Regions from separate parts of the Cricetulus griseus genome. Here region 1 is linked to region 2. A link is a contact called in public Hi-C data. All regions are on one chromosome and are shown on one strand. Each heading gives the region's core, a stretch centred on a gene start, on an enhancer-like site or on the middle of the called end of the contact. The rest is flanking DNA. Distances are from core to core; before and after follow the strand shown.

What was found. Hi-C and Micro-C count contacts between places; a contact is called where the count stands out from the background.
Region 1: a contact with region 2 is called in a Hi-C map of the CHO-K1 cell line, with 4 times the contacts expected there. The contact joins two enhancer-like sites. A contact is called at or near these places in 2 of 8 Hi-C or Micro-C datasets (both in the CHO-K1 cell line).

Annotation. Positions count from the first base shown.
Region 1 is chr10:25,886,496-25,890,789 of CriGri-PICRH-1.0, forward strand. No RefSeq gene overlaps it. Among named protein-coding and RNA genes, the nearest start is that of Myc, 63 kb to the right of the region's middle. Within about 2 kb of position 2,131, at least 2 of the 6 cell types and tissues checked have open chromatin away from gene starts, as enhancers often do. A contact at or near this core is called in the CHO-K1 cell line, where this site is marked.
Region 2 is chr10:25,612,650-25,616,796 of CriGri-PICRH-1.0, forward strand. It overlaps LOC113837465 (a long non-coding RNA gene), which reads right to left. Exons shown (of 20, transcript XR_003488041.2): 13 at 1-1,929. Among named protein-coding and RNA genes, the nearest start is that of Myc, 340 kb to the right of the region's middle. Within about 2 kb of position 1,427, at least 3 of the 6 cell types and tissues checked have open chromatin away from gene starts, as enhancers often do. A contact at or near this core is called in the CHO-K1 cell line, where this site is marked.

The DNA.
Region 1 (4,294 bases), core at 881-3,380, 270 kb after region 2:
TCAGTGACCTACTTGAGCTGGAGAGTAGATGTTCCCGCCTACACTTCCTGGGTTCTGGAATTACAGCTGTGCTTGGCTCTACACAGTGTTAAGGGTCAAGCCCACGACCTCCTGCATGCCCAATAAACAACCAATAACTGAGCGGCATCAAGCCCCCTGGAAGCATCCTTATGTAAGTTAAGGTTTCCTCTCTTTGCAGAATCCTATGCCACTCATAGCGCTCATGGAAGGCCCCCTAGACCTCACGCCCGTCTCGTGGAAATATCACCCAAACCAAGTACAATTTTAGTTTTCCCAGTGGCCTCCATAAATAAAGCTAAAAACAGATTAAATTAACTATAATAACATATTGCATGATATCTAGGTGTGTTGCCCTTTTTGATAGCCAATCAACATTTTAAACTGTATTGCTCAGATTTTTGCAGCCCTTTGGGTTGCGCTTTCAAAAATTTTCTATGCATTTAACAGAGAGTGCATCCCGAGAGTTCACTTCAAATATTCTGGACACAAAAGGTTATACTGTTCTGGATGGTGGAGTTTTACTCGCTGGGATCTTCAGGGAAGAGCCAGCAGCCCATTCCTGTAGCCTCATCAATGGCTCACAGCCTAGAGAAGTGCTCACAATGCTTGCCCGCTGGCTCCTCACGCTCCACATCCAACCTCCACTCACTTTCTTCTCAGCACCAAAGCCAGCGTGCTGATCACAAAAGCTAAGTTGGACAGAACCACGCTGCTGCCAAAATAACACTTTCAGTGGCTCCCTCTTTCACCGGATAAAAGGCAAGAGTTTTCAGTTAGGAGCCCTGGCAATGTGTGTAATCCCAAGCACTTGGGAAGTTGAGTTAGGAGGGTTCCTACATGGTCCAGGCCACCCTGGGTGACACAGTGATTTACAGCCTGAACTATACATGGAGATCATGGAGTCTGTTCACAGCTATAAAATCCTAACTAAGACAACTAGGGAGAAAGTTGGGCCAATAAGGCTCTTGCCTTACAATCATAACAACCAGGAACCCATATAAAAAGGACATGTTGGCAGCCTAGCCTATTCAATGAACTCCAAGGCAATGAGAGATCCTGCCTTAAAAGCAACCAACAAGCAAAAACGGTGATGGCACATGAGCAATGTCCAGCTTGCACACGTTACATGCACACATATGTGCTCAAACACACTTACATTCAGCCACCCCAACACACACAAACAAGGAGAGGTTTTGCAGAGTTTCTGAAAGGCGTTGTAGCACGTGGCTCTGGTTTCTGTTTCTGTTACCGACACCTGGCTCTCCTCCGGCCCTTCTTGCAGCTCCCAAATCTCACTCTCCACCCTGGGCTTGGGCCACTGTCTGACCCCTCCCTGAGGCCTAAAACACAAACCCCACACCAGCACCCAAGCTCCTCGGCCTGCATGACAGCCCAGCATCAGCTTCTCAAAGGAACTGTTCTTTGAAGACAGCATCCTTCTGCAGCCCACTCTAGGCCTCCAGATGCAAACGTTCCTCGGCTAGGCTCACAGATACCAGAAACGTCATTATCATGCGTGTAATTCCTCCCCTGCCTCTTCTTGCTATAGTGTAAGTTCGGCTAGCACAGAAACATGCTGGAACGGAACAGACCTGCCGTGAGAATGAGAATGAAGGACCCAAGAGTAAGTGTGAGTCTTCAGCCTCTAAGGGTTTAACCGTTTACTGTAGAAAAGACGGACACACGCACGCTGTCCGCCCGACAAACAGGCAAGTACTAGGAAGGAAAGTGAAACTCATAGGAACTGGGAGAAAGGAAGACGGACATTTTACGAGGCAGCCACCAAAGAAGCCGGTTAGTAGTGATAAACACAGCAAGTCATACTTACATGCTACCCACTGTGTGCCAGGCCTGACAGGACACAGGCCGAGCACCCAGCAGCTGTAAGTAGAGGTACTAGGCCCACGTGACACTGGCATCATGTCTCCCTTACCTCTCTCCCTCTACCCTGTTCTCTTGTGTGGCTTTTATGAAAATGGAAGCCACAGCATGGTAGTAGACACCTTTGTCTGTTTGCTCTTGTTAGTTCTCCAGCCTCTAGACCAGTGCCTGGCGCCCAGCAAGTGCTCGGTAAATGAATGAGTCACTCAATCCATGCTCGAAAGAGCACCAAACAGCAGGGCTGAATCACCAGGCAAACAGCCCTGAAGAATAATAAACAACCACAATGGCTTCTACTCACGGGCTTATTTCTGCCCTGAGCACCGGGCACCATCCCTCCGTGGGCATAACCACCCTGTCTTGTAGCTGAGTGAATGGTGGCAGAGCTTCCCTTGGCTGTATGCAAGGCAGTCGTCAGGCCTCTCTGATTGCATCCTCCAATCTCCACACCAGTACCCGGGCAGCTGGCTGGCTCTCATATCTTATGTCCGCCAGAAACTGGAAAGCCGATGCGGACTGGTGAAGTCACTGGCCTCTCCCCATCTGTATTCAGACCCGGAATGGGCCGATTGCACGTTCAAATGCACCCAGAGACCCAGGAAGTCACCCAGTTCCATCCTGGTGACAGGAATGTCATTTGCTAGCTTTGACTGGGAGGCTGAGGGTAAGGGGGGTTGCTGACCCCAGGTCCTCTGCCCTTTAAGGCCTCTCTCTGATTATCATGTCCTCTTCATAGCTGCTCAGTGCTTCATCTCCCCTAATTTACAAACAGGGAAACTGAGGACACACTTGCTGAAAGGTACCGGGGGCCTATACTCCTTTACATGACCCAGGCTGCCTCCCTCTTGCAGTTGCCTGGCTTCCGCCTTTTTGGAAGGTCCTTTTCAATCGGCAAGGCCTCACTTCCTACCTTGCCAAATCGTTTCACAACTAAAAGGCAGTATCAGCAGCCTTCTCCTGGAAGGCAAACCAGTTAGGCTCAACCTGATTTCCAAAAGGCCTAGGGCTGTGTAGACACCAGAGAGCCTGCTCACAAGAAGTTTAAGGTCAATGACAGAAGAGAGGCAGGTCAATGAAACAGCTTCCCCACCAATCAAAACAGGAGGCGATCCATTGATTCAGCTCACTTGCCTGGCATGCTCGGAGCTCTGGCTTCAAATAAACTGACAGCAGAGAGACAACTCGGTTAAGAGCATTGTCTGCTCTTCCAGAGGGCCTGGGTTCGATTCCCGGAAACCACATGGCAAATGACAACTGTCTGTAACTCTGCAGGCACCGGGTACAAGTGTTGCACATACATACATACATACATACATACATACATACATGAGGGCAAAACACTCATACACATAAAAATAAGACAAAAAAGAACAAGAACAACCTATAAACAGCGCACCAAAGTAATAGAATTCTAAGATGAAAAGAGAATGAGTTGAGCATGGTGACAAACACTTTATCCCAGCACTCTGGAGAAAGAGGAAAGAAGACTGGGAATTTAAAAACCAACAGGAGAACCTGTCTCAAAGCAAAACAGTAGCTGGGGACGGTGGCCCATGCATTTAATAGAGCACTTGGGAGGAAGAGCTAAGTAGATTTTTGTTAGTTTGACGCCAGATGGGTCTGTCTACATAGAGACCGAGGACAGCCAAGGCTACATAGAGACACTGTCTAACAAAACAAAGCAAAACAAACAGAAAAGGAAAAGATTTAATATGGCCGTGGGCTAAGAGTGTAACCCAGACATTTGGCTAGCATGCCTGATTATTCCGTAGGCTGGATCCCCAGAACAGCGGGGGAAGGAAAGAAACAAGAGAGAAAGGGAGGGAGAGGGAAAAGGAGAGGGAGAGCAGGCTACAAGAAAGGGACTCCTGGGCTCCAAGACCACATCAACAAGCCAGTGTTGTTTCTCTTAATGACAGGGTGCAGGGAAGGCCATAGCCATCTTGGTACTGATGCAGGTCCCGCCCTGAGTCCCCCTAGCAGATAGACAGGCTGGTGCTCACAGGGCACCAAGGATGAGGAGGAAGCATTAGCGATTTCAAGGGAGCTCCAGCTTCCGTCTGCTGTGAAGTCAACAGCGATTCCATGGGACACAGTGCTGAACGGCTTTTGGTTGCAAAGCCAGGCAGGGTACCTGGAGAGAGCTATTTGCTAACCATCTCTTCCCATCTCTCCCCACCTAGCGGAGACCCAGTGGACCCCCTCCAAGTCCACAGCCCAGAACTCTTGCCGCACCGAACCTTTGTCTTATCTCGGCCTGCTGTGTGTGGCAGCAAAGACAGGCAGCTGAACAAAGGTATCGCCTCCAAAGCTACTGCTTCTCCTCAGACCGGAGTTGAGTGTGCAGGCAAGGCAGCCTCCTGCTCAAGGCCAAGGGCAGTCAGTCTTTTAG
Region 2 (4,147 bases), core at 177-2,676:
GAGCCTCAATCTCCAGTCAATTCAGGAGATGGAGAGAAAGGAGAGTTGGAGGAATTGGGGAAACCAGTTTTTAATAATAATAGGCCATCGTGGTATAATAACAGCTTTGGGTTTACAGAGCACTTCCACAGACATTATCTCATTTCATTCTCACAGTAAATGGGGTGGAAGGGGGAACAGGGCAATTAGCATGATCCCCGCCCTTTCAAATATGAGCAGTTGTGTCTCAGAGAGGTTAAGTGATTTGTTCATATAAAACCGGTGAGTCGCGTAGCTGGGAATGTGTGTTTTTATGACTCTCGGTTTCCTAGCTGCTTCCATTTGAGCTATGGGTGGTGGGGGGGGTTAGGAGCCGTTCTTTATGCTGACTGAGAAGGACAGGATTTATATGCTCATTAACTATGAAGAAGAGTGATATCAAGGCTAAAAGAGGACCTGGAACAGTTGGGGGATGACAAAGGATGATTTCACCTCCTGTCATGGGTAAAAGAGGGCATGGACTGTGCCTCTCAGGCTCAGGGCAGGAAGGAGGTGCAGGCAGAAAGTGCTAGAACCTCTTTGCTTCTAAAGAGATCAAGTTCTGGAGAGGAATGGGATGAGAAGCCTGTCTTGCAATAGTCAGGGGCGGGGTGGGGCGGGGCGGAGGGGAGGAGGCTACTGCAGCCACGAGCCATCCAGCAGAGCTTAAGAGCCCACCCAAGCCAGGAAGCAACGCGCCTGCCAGCTGCATCCAGCAGCATGCTCTGGTGCCTGCTCATGTCACCAAAGAGTTGATGAAGCCTCTGAAGACTGCCAAGGACACAGCAGTAGGATCTCAAAGCACAAACCCGTTTGGTCATGGGCTCTGCCCTTCTCAAGTCTACAGCTGCCCAAGTGCCTAAGACCCGCTACCCTTTTCCAGAGCTGTTGACTTTGGTTTACTGGCTTCTTCCTTCCTCCATCTCAGAGAGCTACAGAAAAGAATCTCAGGCCAGGGATGACCCACAGCAGTCAACCAGAAAGGGAGGGGAAAATGGTTCCCAGAGTTCCTCTGGAAATACACATTAGATGTCTGAAGAGTGAAAATCTAGAATATGATCCTCTATTCAGAGGAACTCTGAGTGCTTTGTACATGCTAAGTGCACCCCCGTATCCTGTGCACAGCCCTAGTGTTAACCTTACTCAAACCTCATGACAACCCTACATATTGCTACCCTATGATAAACTTGTTCAAGGTCACATCATCTGTAAACTGCAGAGCTGAGCTTTCCCTGGAGTCCTGGTGCCTTAGAGCCTGAGTTCTCCCTACTCTCTACAAAGCCTTTTCAGTATGCAGGCTCAAAATAGTTCAACAAGGAGAGAAAAGGAAGGCAGCATGGACCACAGGGTGGAAACTGTGTCTCAAGCCACCATCCTGACTCACCCTTCTTAATAAGCATCAAATGACAGCTGAAGCCTTCTAGAACAGCACAGGAAAGGGGAATCCAGACTGCCAGTGACTGATGGATGAATCAGCATGGTGACTTTCAGGTCAAAGAGGAAGCCATGATGAACAGATGTGAGCAGAGCAGTCCAGGCCATCAGAAAACTCTAGGGCCCAAAGGGGCTGTGCAGTCCTTTTCTGCCTCCATCTCCAACGTTTCTACAAATGTCTCCCTAAGGTGCCAATGCTACAGCCAAGCCTCCTTCTAGACCTTCTGTGTAAGAAGCCCTCCTGGTTCCCTGTCTTTGCTCTCGCTCTGGCCTCTATCAAGAAGGTCCTTGCTCTCCTCTCTGCCTCTCTAACCCTGATAAAGTCCCTCTCCTCCCACTAGGTCTCTTTGACATAGTGTGCTCACTCATGAAATCATCTAACTTCATTTACCCAGCACTCGTGAGGCGCCTGCTGCTCCTGAACACCAAACAAGATGCTGAGACACGGTGACAAGATGTTGCCCTTGTCTTCGCTGCCTGGTAAGAAAGAGAAAATCATTGAAAGAGTATCGTCGGAGTACCCAGAGCTTGCAGAGAGCTTTGGAGTGAGAGATAGCTATCGTGCTGCATTTGGAGATAACCGGGAAGCTTTTCGAAGGAGGCGTCCATCTGCCTGTGTTTTGAAGGATAAAGGAGATGGATGCAACGACATGTGGATTTCACGGAGAACCAGTTTTCACACTCCTGTTCCGTCTGTGCCAACTTAAACCAGTCATCGTACTTCTATGGAGGGGTCTGGTCTGGCCAAATTTCTCTAGCCTGAACTCTGATCTCAACATTGAGTGACCATCTAACAGTTTTTCCTTTTACATCTCCAGGCCTCTGGTTCTTTGTAAGGCAGAGACACTAATAGCACTCTAGGGGCTTCTTGGACAGCGGATTGGAAGTGTTACCTTGCTGAGCACTGGGAAGGTTATGCTCGGCTGCAAGTTAATGCTTCCCTGTGTGGACCTCTCCTGCTCCCACCAGGGAACTGACACAGAGATGAGCTCAGAATATGGACATTGGAGATGCTTCCTCAACTGAGGGGTGCCTGAGCTTTACTTACACACACACACACACACACACACACACACACACACACACACACACACTATGCATATACACACTCACCGCTCACAAACACACATGTGCAGCACACACATACACACATGCATGCACACGCACGCACGCGCGCACACACACACAGAGCTCACAAACACACACATGTACACACACACACACACACACACTATGCGTATACACACTCACCGCTCACAAACACACATGTGCAGCACACACATGCACACACACAGAGCTCACAAACACACACATGTACACACACACACACACACACACATACACACACGCACGCATGCTCACTCACCACTCACAAACACACATGTGCGCACACATGCACACACCGCTCACAAGTACATAATCATTATCCCCTCACCTCAGGAGATAGTCCTTTGTTCCCACCCGAGGCCTGAACTTTGCCCAAATCCCACTCCACCAAGATACACAGAAACACACCCCCATACCCCATCACTCCCTTTCTCACATGAACACATTCCAGGCCCCAGACTTCAGAGAAGGCAAGAATGAAACTTAGTTTCTAACATCTGACTTTGAATAGGTCATTGTATTGAGCCTTAGTTTCCTCAGGTCCAAGAGAGTAGACCTAATGCATGTACATTGCAAGATTACCTTGGGAACTAAGGCAATTCATAAAAGGTGCTTGGCCGAGTCCAGTATACTTCCCCATGTAGGCCCACTATGTGCCAGGCACTTGGTGAATGTTCAATATCTATTAGTTGTCGCTAGTCCTACTATGTCAATCAGTAAGTACCTTGGAAAGTCATTTCACCTATGCTTGCTTCTCTTGTCTTAGAGACAGAGTAGGTATAATAATAGCACTGCCTCGCCAGGTTATTATGACAGGTGAGTGACTTAAATTTTGTAAAGCATGTATAAATCCCTACCATACCTACACCCTACAATGATAGCTATATTTTTATTTTTATTGCTTCTTCTCTGCATTTTATTTGATGTTCTTACTATTTAGAGAAACGTCTGGAAGCTCTCTGACTATTTTGAAGCGTGGTTGTTAGTTCTTAAATGTCCCTCCCATTGAGCAATGAAGTCTGTGTTCCCTGAGTTTGAACATGACCAAGCCATGATGGCTTCAAATAAAGTACAACATAAATCAACATAAATGACATGATTCGACTTTTGAGCCTGCACAGTAAAAGGTCGTCGTCCTTTACTTTGCTTGCTGGAACATTTCCTTTTAAAATCTCAAGAAAACCCAGGCTGGCCTCGAACTCGTGATCCTCCTGCCTCTGCCTCCTTCAGCAAATCCTACCTACGTGCACCACCACAGTAAACCTGAACTGTGGGAGCTCATGGACCAACAGCTGAGGAGCCTGCATGGGACTGAACCAGGCACTCTGCATATGAACGACAGCTTTATAACCTGATCTGTTTGTGGGGCCTCTGGCAGTGGGACCAGCATCTATCCTTAGTGCATGAGCTGGCTTTTTGAAGCCCATTCCATACAGTGGGACGTCTTGCTCAGCCTTGATGTGGTGGGTGCAGCTGAATGTGCAAGGTTTTGTTGACTTCCCCATGAGAGGCCTTACCCTTTCTGGGGAGTGGATGGTGGTGGATTGGAGAGAGGAGAGAGGAAAAGAGGAGGGAGAACTGTGGTTGC